Regions from separate parts of the Callithrix jacchus genome. Here all the other regions are linked to region 3. The links are chromatin contacts, called in public Hi-C maps. All regions are on one chromosome and are shown on one strand. The core of a region is the stretch at or near the end of the contact, and the rest is flanking DNA. Distances in the headings are between cores, read along the strand shown. Region 1 has its middle 130 kb from the start of URB2. Region 2 overlaps URB2 (URB2 ribosome biogenesis homolog). Region 3 overlaps PGBD5 (piggyBac transposable element derived 5).

Evidence for each region. A called contact is a pair of places that touch in the nucleus more often than the background predicts.
Region 1: a Hi-C map of skeletal muscle shows a contact between it and region 3, with 4 times the contacts expected there. The contact joins two enhancer-like sites. A contact is called at or near these places in 2 of 3 Hi-C or Micro-C datasets (both in skeletal muscle).
Region 2: a contact with region 3 is called in a Hi-C map of skeletal muscle, with 4 times the contacts expected there. The contact joins two enhancer-like sites. A contact is called at or near these places in 2 of 3 Hi-C or Micro-C datasets (both in skeletal muscle).

The regions. Positions count from the first base shown.
Region 1 is chr19:20,805,167-20,808,228 of calJac240_pri, forward strand. No RefSeq gene overlaps it. Among named protein-coding and RNA genes, the nearest start is that of URB2, 130 kb to the right of the region's middle. Within about 2 kb of position 1,560, at least 2 of the 16 cell types and tissues checked have an H3K27ac peak or open chromatin away from gene starts, as enhancers often do. A contact at or near this core is called in skeletal muscle, where this site is marked.
Region 2 is chr19:20,902,393-20,905,634 of calJac240_pri, forward strand. URB2 (URB2 ribosome biogenesis homolog) reads right to left here. Exons shown (of 11, transcript XR_013529764.1): 11 at 2,709-3,242. Among named protein-coding and RNA genes, the nearest start is that of URB2, 36 kb to the right of the region's middle. Within about 2 kb of position 1,684, at least 9 of the 16 cell types and tissues checked have an H3K27ac peak or open chromatin away from gene starts, as enhancers often do. A contact at or near this core is called in skeletal muscle, where this site is marked.
Region 3 is chr19:20,268,719-20,271,840 of calJac240_pri, forward strand. It overlaps PGBD5 (piggyBac transposable element derived 5), which reads left to right. Exons shown (of 8, transcript XM_078356669.1): 7 at 40-159. Among named protein-coding and RNA genes, the nearest start is that of PGBD5, 92 kb to the left of the region's middle. Within about 2 kb of position 1,608, at least 2 of the 16 cell types and tissues checked have an H3K27ac peak or open chromatin away from gene starts, as enhancers often do. A contact at or near this core is called in skeletal muscle, where this site is marked.

The DNA of each region.
Region 1 (3,062 bases), core at 310-2,809, 540 kb after region 3:
CTGGAGCCTCCGGGATCACAGGCACAAGCCACTGCACCCAGCTGTGATGGCTAATTTCATATGTCAACTTGGCTAGGCTGTGGTGCCCAGCTGTTTGGTCAAACATTATTCTGGATCTTGCTGTGAAGGTATCTTTTAGATGAGATAATATTTAAATCAGTGGATTTTGAGTAAAGCAGATTATCCTCCATAATGTAGGTGGGCTTCATCCAGTTGGTTGAAGGCCTTAAGAAAACAACAGACCTCTCCCAAGGGAAGGGAATTCTGCCAGCTGATGACCTTCAGACGGAAACATAACTCTTCTTTGGTCTCTAGTCTCCCGCCTGCTCTGGAAATTTGGACCTTGCCAACCTCGATAATCTCATGATCCAATTCCTAAAACCAATCTCACCCACCTACCTCGGCATGCACACTACCTATTGGTTGTTTTCTAGAGAACCTCAACTGATTCACTCTCTGGGCTCCTTCTTTCTCAGATGCCCTCTTTCTGACACTCCCATTTGTCAGACTCTGATCCATGCCGTAAGGGAGAGCCCAGTCATCTCTCTGTGGGGGACCTCCTCGTTGCTCACAATCTGGGGTGGGATCAGCCCCCTTCCTGTCTCTGAGCAGTGCTCATGCCTTGCCTGTGTGGCGTTACTGGCTCCTGGCTCAGCACACATCCTTGGAGCATAAGCTGCTCAGGGCAGAGCTTCTTAACCTAGAGGCACCCAGTAAATATCTGAAGACACTCAGGGAATCCTCACAGCAAGAGTCGCTCTGAAATGTACCTTCCCAGAACACCCGCCAGCTAGATCAGCTACCAAGTCTCCATTGTGTAAAAGAAATTCAGAGACAGGCCCATGTGCACAGAGGGATTTAGTCATAAGAATGAATAAAGGGTCCAGAAGTTTCTGATGTCTTTTTCTTTAGCACTGAGTCATTAAATATGGGAGGCAAACTAGGATTTCTCTTTTAACGAATGAGTAAAATCCCGTGTGGCAGGACAAAAAAAAGCCTGGACAACAGGCGTCTAAACATCCTGTGGGCAGCCAAGTCATGGTCCCAATGGAGTAATTCAGCTTCCTCTGTGTGCAGCCACCTGTTGCTGTGAGCGCCCAGGAGGGACATCGGGAGCCACCTGGTGGCTTGTCTGGTGCGCAAAGCACATGCCAATGTGCCTGCTGGAGGAAGGGGAGCCAAGACAACATGTAGCACTCACAAATCCCTCCTGGCAGCAAGGCTGCGGCCCCAGGGGCTGCCAGATGGAGCCTGCCGGATTCCACGCAGCTGCAAGCTCAGTTTAAGAGCTCCTCTCGAAGCAATGACTCTGGCACCTCACAGAGTGCATGGCCTGCCACCAAAGACATCAAATTAATAATTCATACTTAGCATTTAGGTACCACTGTGGTGCTGGCCAAGTCATTAGTACATGCGTTTTCTATTTCTGCCGGGGGTTGCTTCCCAGAGATTATTGCTGAGTTGCTGATAATAAAGTCAGCATTGATGAGAACTGACAAGGTGGAATTCACTTCTAGTTAGGGGCAGAACGGAACTCCAGAGTTTAGTCCCCAGAGATACACAAGCATGGTGACCATCGACGAGCAGGGCAGGACAGGGAGGCCTGGCAGTTGCAGTCCCAGCGCCTGGAATCCAGCATCTGTGAGCGGTTCATTTAGCCTAGCAAGGCCTCGGTTTCTCATCTGAAGATGAAGGGAGTGGGCCATCTTAATCTTCAGTCTCCTTTAAGGTTGAACATCCTGCATCATGGGCTCATGGAAGTTTCTGCTGTCCTTAAGGAGCTGTTTTCCCTTCCTACCTCCTGTCTTGATAACAAACCTCTATAGTGGGACCATCACTTCCTTCATGGGACATGTGTACCATGTCTAGGCAAGCAGGGCCCTGGAGAAGGGGCCTGCAGAAGTCCCTTACACACAGGTGGTTCTGCATCCTTTAATGTGTTGTAAACTTATAAATCTTGGTCATAGACAAAAGTAAAACAACAGCATTTGGATGCTGGTCTAGTGGGTGGATTCTAGTTTTTAAAATTCATTCATTTATTTTAATTTTTTTAGAGCTGAGGTCTAACTGTGTTGCCCAGTCTGCAGCCTCCAATTCCCGGACTCAAGAAATCCTCACACCTCAGCCTCCTGAGTAGCTTGGACTCCAGGCATGCACCACTGCTCCCAGCAGATTCTGTTTATCCTTCACCCAGGTCACTGCCATCCGATCCAGCCCCTGCCACTGCCAGGCACAGACAGCACATTCAGTGCTGGAGGCTATCGTAAGAGGTTTGTCTGAAGGGTGTCAGGTTCTTTGCAGAGGGATCATCTGCAATGCCCGTCTGCCACCCAGTGTTCTGCACTCGCAGCCTAGAGGCTTCCACCATTCCCCAGTTTTTGGATGGAAAAATTGAGTGGGCCCTCTCCAGCAGGAAGAGCTTAAGCAGTGTATGCAAATATTCCCAGGAGCTCCAGCCCACTGGGAGAAGTCTGAAGTCCACCCTACTGTCTAAGTTCCTTTGTAACAAAATACTGTGGACTGGGTGGCTTGTAAACAATGGAAATTTATTCTTGCAGTTCTGGAGGCTGGGAAGTCCAAGATCAAGGTGCCTGCAGATTCCGTGTCTGGTGAGGGCTTTCTTCCCAGTGTACTGATAGCACCTTCCTGGGTCTCTTTTGTGAAGGCACTAATCCCACTCATTAGGCTCTACCTTGGTGACCTATCACCTCCCAGAGGCCCCACCTCCTAATACCATCACTGTGAGGATAAGGATTTCAACATATGAATTTGGGGCAGTCACAAACATTCTGACCACAGCTCCCACACACATCTTTCCCATCTGCTGATGGGGAAGTGTGTGACAGTTACTAGTCAACGTCCCTTCTCCCCTGCAAAATCCTTGCATCATCAGAGCTGGCAAGGAGCCTGCTATAAAGCCTGTCTTCACCAGGACTCCTTCATGCCAAGTGTGTCTGTGGGACTAAGTTTTAGAGATTAGACTGACATGGAAGTGGTGGAGAAGGACTTCTGGAGGGGGCTCCTTAGAAGCGAGGACAGACTGATGAGAAAAGCTCTTTTGC
Region 2 (3,242 bases), core at 434-2,933, 630 kb after region 3:
CAAAAGAATTTAGGTTATAGCCTGGCATGCTGGCAATACATCAAAGTAACCTCTATGAGTTATGAGAAACCAGGGCCGGGTGTGGTCAGGAATGCCTGTAATCCCAGCACTTTGGGAGGCCAAGGAAGGGAGGACTACTTGAGGCCAGGAGTCCCAGACCAGCCTGGGCAACATAGTAAGACTGTCTCTGCTAAAAACTTCAAAATTAGCTGGTTGTGGTGGTGTGCACCTCTAGTCCCAACTACTCGGGAAGCTGAAGCAAGAGGATCACTTGAGCCCAGGACTTAGAGGCTGCAGTGAGCTAGGACTGCACCACTGCACTCCAGCCTAGGCAATAGAGCGAGACCCTGTCTCCAAAGAAAAATAAAAAAGAGAAACCAGGGAAAAAAAAAAAAAACCTCCACTCAAATCCCTTCAAGTACACACCCCCTCCTTGCAGTCTTTTCTGGAGCCTTCACATCACTCCTTAACATTGGGTAGTTTCCATAGCCACTGGAGGAGGCCGAGTCTGGGGAGCTGCAGAAGACAGGCTGGGAAGGAGACCCACACACTGTGGTCCCCAAGCAGTGGTCAAGGGCAAGGTCAGGAAGCGGCTGTGCGCTGTCTGTGCCCTGTTGGGGGGCCCCTGATGTACTACTGTCCAGGACCACCAAAGGCAACATCCCAGGCAGAGTCACCCCACTGAGTCTTCTCTCATCCAACTCCCCTTATACCCACCCCTCCCTTCAGGTGTCTGCTCTCAGCCAAAACCAGGCTGCCACATGGATTCAGGGCAGGCATTAAGAATCAGCACCCCAGGCCCTTCCAGGGGCGCCTCTCACCGCCCAGGAACGTCTTAGCTCTAATACCACCTCTTTCTCCAGCTGCCGAACTTGTCTGCTTTGCTGCCAACCCCATGACCACCCTCTGGCCTCTTTGTTTTCTGGCTCGTTGGCAATGTCCCCTGCAAGAAAGCTCCCTGAGGACTAGGGCCATGTCTCCGTGCCTGGTACAGACAGATGATGCATGCATCTCTGTCAGGTGACAAGGGGTTTGGAGTCACAGCAAGTCTCGGGGGCACAGGCTCTCTGAAGCCCAGCATTTCACCATCCCCCCAGCTGAGTCCTCAACTCTGACATGTGGAGAGCCAGCTGGGCCTAATCTCTTTGCCTGTGAAGGCTATTCTAATGAGATAAAAATGAACAACAGAGCCTCCATATTTGCCAGTCGGAAAAATGTTTCTTCTACTCGATGAATCAGCAAAATGGAGTTAAAACAAATTCTTTGCTGAGGAGCATTTAGAGTTCAAATAGAAATGATTGTGAGGAACCGGTGACCGCTTCCCCAGAAATGGGAACACAGCAGAGAGCCCTTCAGAGCTGTGCAGGGAGGACATGGAGTCCCAGCCTTCTCTTCCTCCTTCCCTTCCTTCAAGGCTGACTGCCTGGCAGCCCGTTGCCAACTCCCTTCTAAAGGCGCTGCAGTGCCACCACCAGGATGCCTGAGGAACTGCTCCATGTTTGTCAGCTCCCCCAGCATTCCCAAGGCAGGGGGAAAGGATTGTCCCCTCACCTCTGGCCTTCGGGAACTTCCAGCACAAGAAAAACTAGCCACAGCTCCCTGAGGGCCTCAGAGACAGTGAGCTTCCGGTCTGGGCACTTGAAGCAGGGGCAAACCTAAGACCTTGATTTTAGCTCCCGCTTGTTTACAGCTCCTGTCCTTGAAAGGTCACCCGCTCACACCAACACCCACCTCCAATTGTGAACAAGAAACAGCGCCACCGGCCTCTCTTAGAGGCTCCTGCAGGGAGTTTAACCACAGAAACAACCCAAAGCGTTAAGTGAAAGGATGCCAGACCAGCCGAACCCACTTCTGGGTCCGCACGCACAGTCTAGATGAGGAAGGGAAGGGAACAGATGAAATGCACAGTGTGTAAGGCAGGACTGTCCCCCAGCCCCACAAGATAGCACAGGAAATAAAATCAAATGTGGGGCTTCAAACACAGGTGATTTCTCTTAGGTATCAAAAACATTCATTTTATATTGTCTGCTCCAATCACATCTGCTTGAAAACATAGTGTAAAAAAAAAAAAGGCTTCGCTTAAGGATGATCCTTCAAATAATTTTAAAAGTCTACATTTTCGACTAATTAAGAAGGGAATTCCAACATGAATCCTACAAAGATAGTGAAGAAGAAAAATAGTAAATATCCCAATTGAGAAATGTGCTATTACGAAGATAATTATATAAACATAATTTATATAAGAAATAAAAATAGTAAATATGAAAAATGTATAATCCCTTAGTAATTAAAGAAATTCAAAACAAAATATCTCTCTCCTATCAAGGAAGCACAAAGAAACAAACAAAACTCAATAATATTAAAGTTGACTCATTGGTGGGAAAATAAATTAGTACACATTCTAGGGGGCAATTTGGCAATATTTATATAAATCCTTTAAAAATTATGTGGTTTTTTGACAAATAATACAAGTCATGAGAATTCATCTTCTGGAAATAGTTCAGCTGCAAGCACCACCTATAAAAGGGAATTTGGAAAGATACCTATGTCTAACCATGGGGTACTTATTAAATAAAACAATGTTATCTACTCAATGGACTACCATGCATCCGATAAAAAATACATGTCGAATGTTTTCACTGACCCAAAGTTAGTTAAATATTACACAGGAAAAAAGGTGACTTTTAAAAAATGCATTTATGATCCAATTTAGCTAGAATATATTTATTTCTATGTACAGCTATACACATACACATAGTAAAAGGACTAAAGACACTCCAAGGTGACAACAGAGGTGTGGTCTGGGTAACTGAGACTATGAGTGCGTTTTTAAAATTATGCCTTTATTTTTCTTTTCTGAGGTTGCTATAATAAAAATATACTGCTTAGGTAATAAGGAAAAACCATTAGGATTATTTCTTAAACTGAATAGGAAAAAAAAATTCCTGAGTGAACTTCACAGGGCTAACACAGGAGGAACAGGCAACACCCCGGCACCTGTGCTAAAGATCACCCACCTGCCTGAGGTGCCCGCTGTCCCTGCCCAGAGCAGATACCTCAGGACACAGACTCTTAACTCCCTCTGCCCCCCCGCCCCCCAGCTTCTTCAGAAAGCATACTTAGAGGGAAGGCAGAAAAAGTGACGTTTCAAGAATACGTACCATGTGACTTGAAGAATTTAAAAGGCAAAGATATTTAAACAGGGATGAATTACATACCCATGTACCCAAAGCAAAAAGCCA
Region 3 (3,122 bases), core at 358-2,857:
AAGCATCGTGTCATCTGTTGTTACTCCCTGTGTCCTTAGGTATTTCATCTCTCATAAACCAAACAAGACCTGGCAGCAGGTGTTCTGGTTTGCCATCAGCATCGCCATCAACAATGCCTACATCCTGTACAAAATGTCAGATGCCTACCACGTGAAGAGGTACAGCCGGGCGCAGTTTGGGGAGAGACTCGTCAGAGAGCTGCTGGGCTTGGAGGATGCCTCTCCAACCCACTGATGCTGGGAGGGCAGGACTTGGTCAGGGGAGGGGTGAGAGGAGGAGAGCCTGCCATTCAGATCTGCCCATCAGAGACCCGGAGACGCCCTGCTGCGTGGCTTGCTGCCTGGGAGGGATGTGCAGGGCCTCTGGAGGGACAGGATGGACTGGGTCAGAGGACGGTTGCTGTCCTCGTTTGCATTCCAAGAAAAGCATGTCCTCCCTCGGAAAAGAGTGCCCCCGGTGTGGTGAGCACCTGCACCTGTGTTCTCAAGGGCAGATTCTCTCATGACATCCGTGGAGCTTGCGAGGTCACATGGACTGGCGATTGTCCCCTGTGATAGGATGAGCTGGAGCATGCTCTAAGAGATATGCCTGCTTCCTGAAGATCTACAGTAACCTTGGACATGGTTCAAGTCCGTGGCTTGAAGGAAGCAAAGACACCCTGCATGGTTACAACGGTTCGGGTATGGGGGAAGGCCGGAGGGTTTTCCAGCATTTTCCTCATGCGAGCACCTTTGAATGAGTCTCTTAGAAGACATACATCCTGGGTGTGCAGGAGTGAGATGGGGAGTGGGTGCCCATTCTGAAAGATGAGGCATTCCTGCTCATTTCCTCTGCTGAGCTGGTGGGCAGGGGCGAAAGGGAAATGCCAAAAAATTGCAGTGAAAGGTGATGCTATTTTTTATTTTTTAAAATATCTTCAGGTTATTTTCTTACTGTTGCTTCAGATCTAATGTAAAAGGCAGACGTTCCCTCCTTTCCACCCCCCACACTGACCCCGGCCCCAGTCACGGTTCCTTGCATGATCACAGTTCTGTTCTGGCCTGTGGCAGGGCCGGGAAGGGCCACTGGCTTCCAGAACAGATGTGGTTGCTCCTCACGAGGCCCACAGGGAGCCCGTGGGCCCTAAGCTTTATCGCACATGTCATCACTGGCAGAATTACTTGTCTGTTGCTGAAACACACAGCTGACTTCTCTACGACGGCCATTTGCTCATTGTCTTTCCTCCGTGTGTAGCGGGTGACCCTGGCAGCGTTTGCCTTCTCAGAGTGGCCCCTCAGAACAGTAGGGCCGGCCTTGGAAAAACCCCAACACAGGACCGTGTTGGCAACCCTGGTCAGATGTGATTTGACACCATGAGGGCCGGAGGTGGCTGCTCGCCACAGGACTGGAAAGGCTGCGTGCCCAGCACTGGCAGTGAGCTCACAGGTCCCCCCGGCTGATCTGGGCTCTTTCGCAACCCAGGTTTATGCATCTCCAGGGAGGCCTCGGCACCAGAGTGGTCGGCGGGTCTGACAGTCCTCACAGACCAGAAACGGAATTTCTGGGATGACTCGGTCCCCCTTCAACCCAGTTTATGTAACCACCTCATTTTTTACAAACGCAGAATCTATTCTACTCAGGCTTTGGGACTCTGTCCTTGTCCTCACTCAGTTATCGCGAGTATTGCTGTCCGCATGCTCCAGGCCCCACGTCGTTCCTGTGCTCTATGTCACGGTGACTCCCCTGCCCTGTGGTTGGAATTCAATGCCACGGATTGCAGGCCACGGATGCAGGCCAAATTCTAGATCGTGTTTCCAAACACCCTTGCCGTGCCCTAATTGGAGTGAAAGCACTTTTGCCACATGGAGAAATATATTTTTAATTTGTGATGCTTTTCTACAAGGTCCACTCTTTCTGAGTTTAACGTGTTTCCACCACTTAAGGAGACGCTAATGAAAGCCGATGAAGTTTCTTTTCTGTCCAAACAAGTAAAATAAAAATAAAGGTCTATTTAGATGTTGATTCTCTGTTAATACGTGAATTCCCTTAGCCCACGGAACAGGCCGGGCACGGTGGCTCACGCCTGTAATCCCAGCACTTTTGGAGGCTGAGGCAGGTGGGTCACTTGAGTCCAGGAGTTTGAGACAGCATTGGCAACACGGCGAAACCCCATTTCTACAAACAAATACAAGAATTAGTCAGACTTAGGGGCACATGCCTATAGTCCCAGCTACTCGGGAGGCTGAAATGGGAGGCTCTCTTGAGCCTGGGAGGTGGAGTTTGCAGTGAGCTGAGACTGTGCCGCTGCACTCCGGCCTGAGTGACAGAGCCAGATCCTGTACCAGGAAAAAAAAACAAGGTCAAGGAACAAAAATACTGGCTACTCTTTTTAAGACTTGACTTCTGTGTTATGTAATCTGGTGTATATGATACTAACTATTCTTGGTGTCTCAAACCACTGGGCAGTTGATGGAAGAAACTTTGTTGCACTTCGGCTAATAGAAATATGTGTTGATGCTGCAGTTGTATGAGTGCCTTTGTCTTTGAGGTGCCTGTTTCATTGAGGACACTAGCAGGCCTGTCTTCCAGCCTGGTGGGTTTTCCTCTTCTAGTTTATGTCATGTGTCGTTCCAAATGAGCAGGAAGAGATGCTGCCCTGATAGGCAGTGGGTGGCGTTGCATTCCCAAGTAATTACAGAATAATTGCACCATTTTAGCGCTGTTTCTAAAATGGCAGCCACCCGCTGTCTGATACATGATGGGAAAAAACAGCTGAGCCACTCCTCCTCTCTGGAGGAATAGAGTTGATTGAGGAATGGAGTTGTCCTTCTCCATCCAGGAGGACAAAATGGCATGTAGGACAGATTGAGAGAATGTCCAGGGACCTGAACCTTGCCTGAGTGATGCGGTTTTTGGAGTGACTCGTTGAAATGCATCTGGTTCCAGTGTCTCCCTGGGTGCAGCAGCCCTCAGGTTGACCCTTGCTTGGCTTATTCAGTAGCTGGCCATCCCTGGGGATCAGGAAAGAGCATGGTAAGCGGTCTTATGACAAAGGGAGCCAGCATGGCCCTGACAGAGCGTATGAGGCTGGCAAGCACCACTGCACATCCTGGCTAGCGAGACCCCTTTCAACTCAGATCCA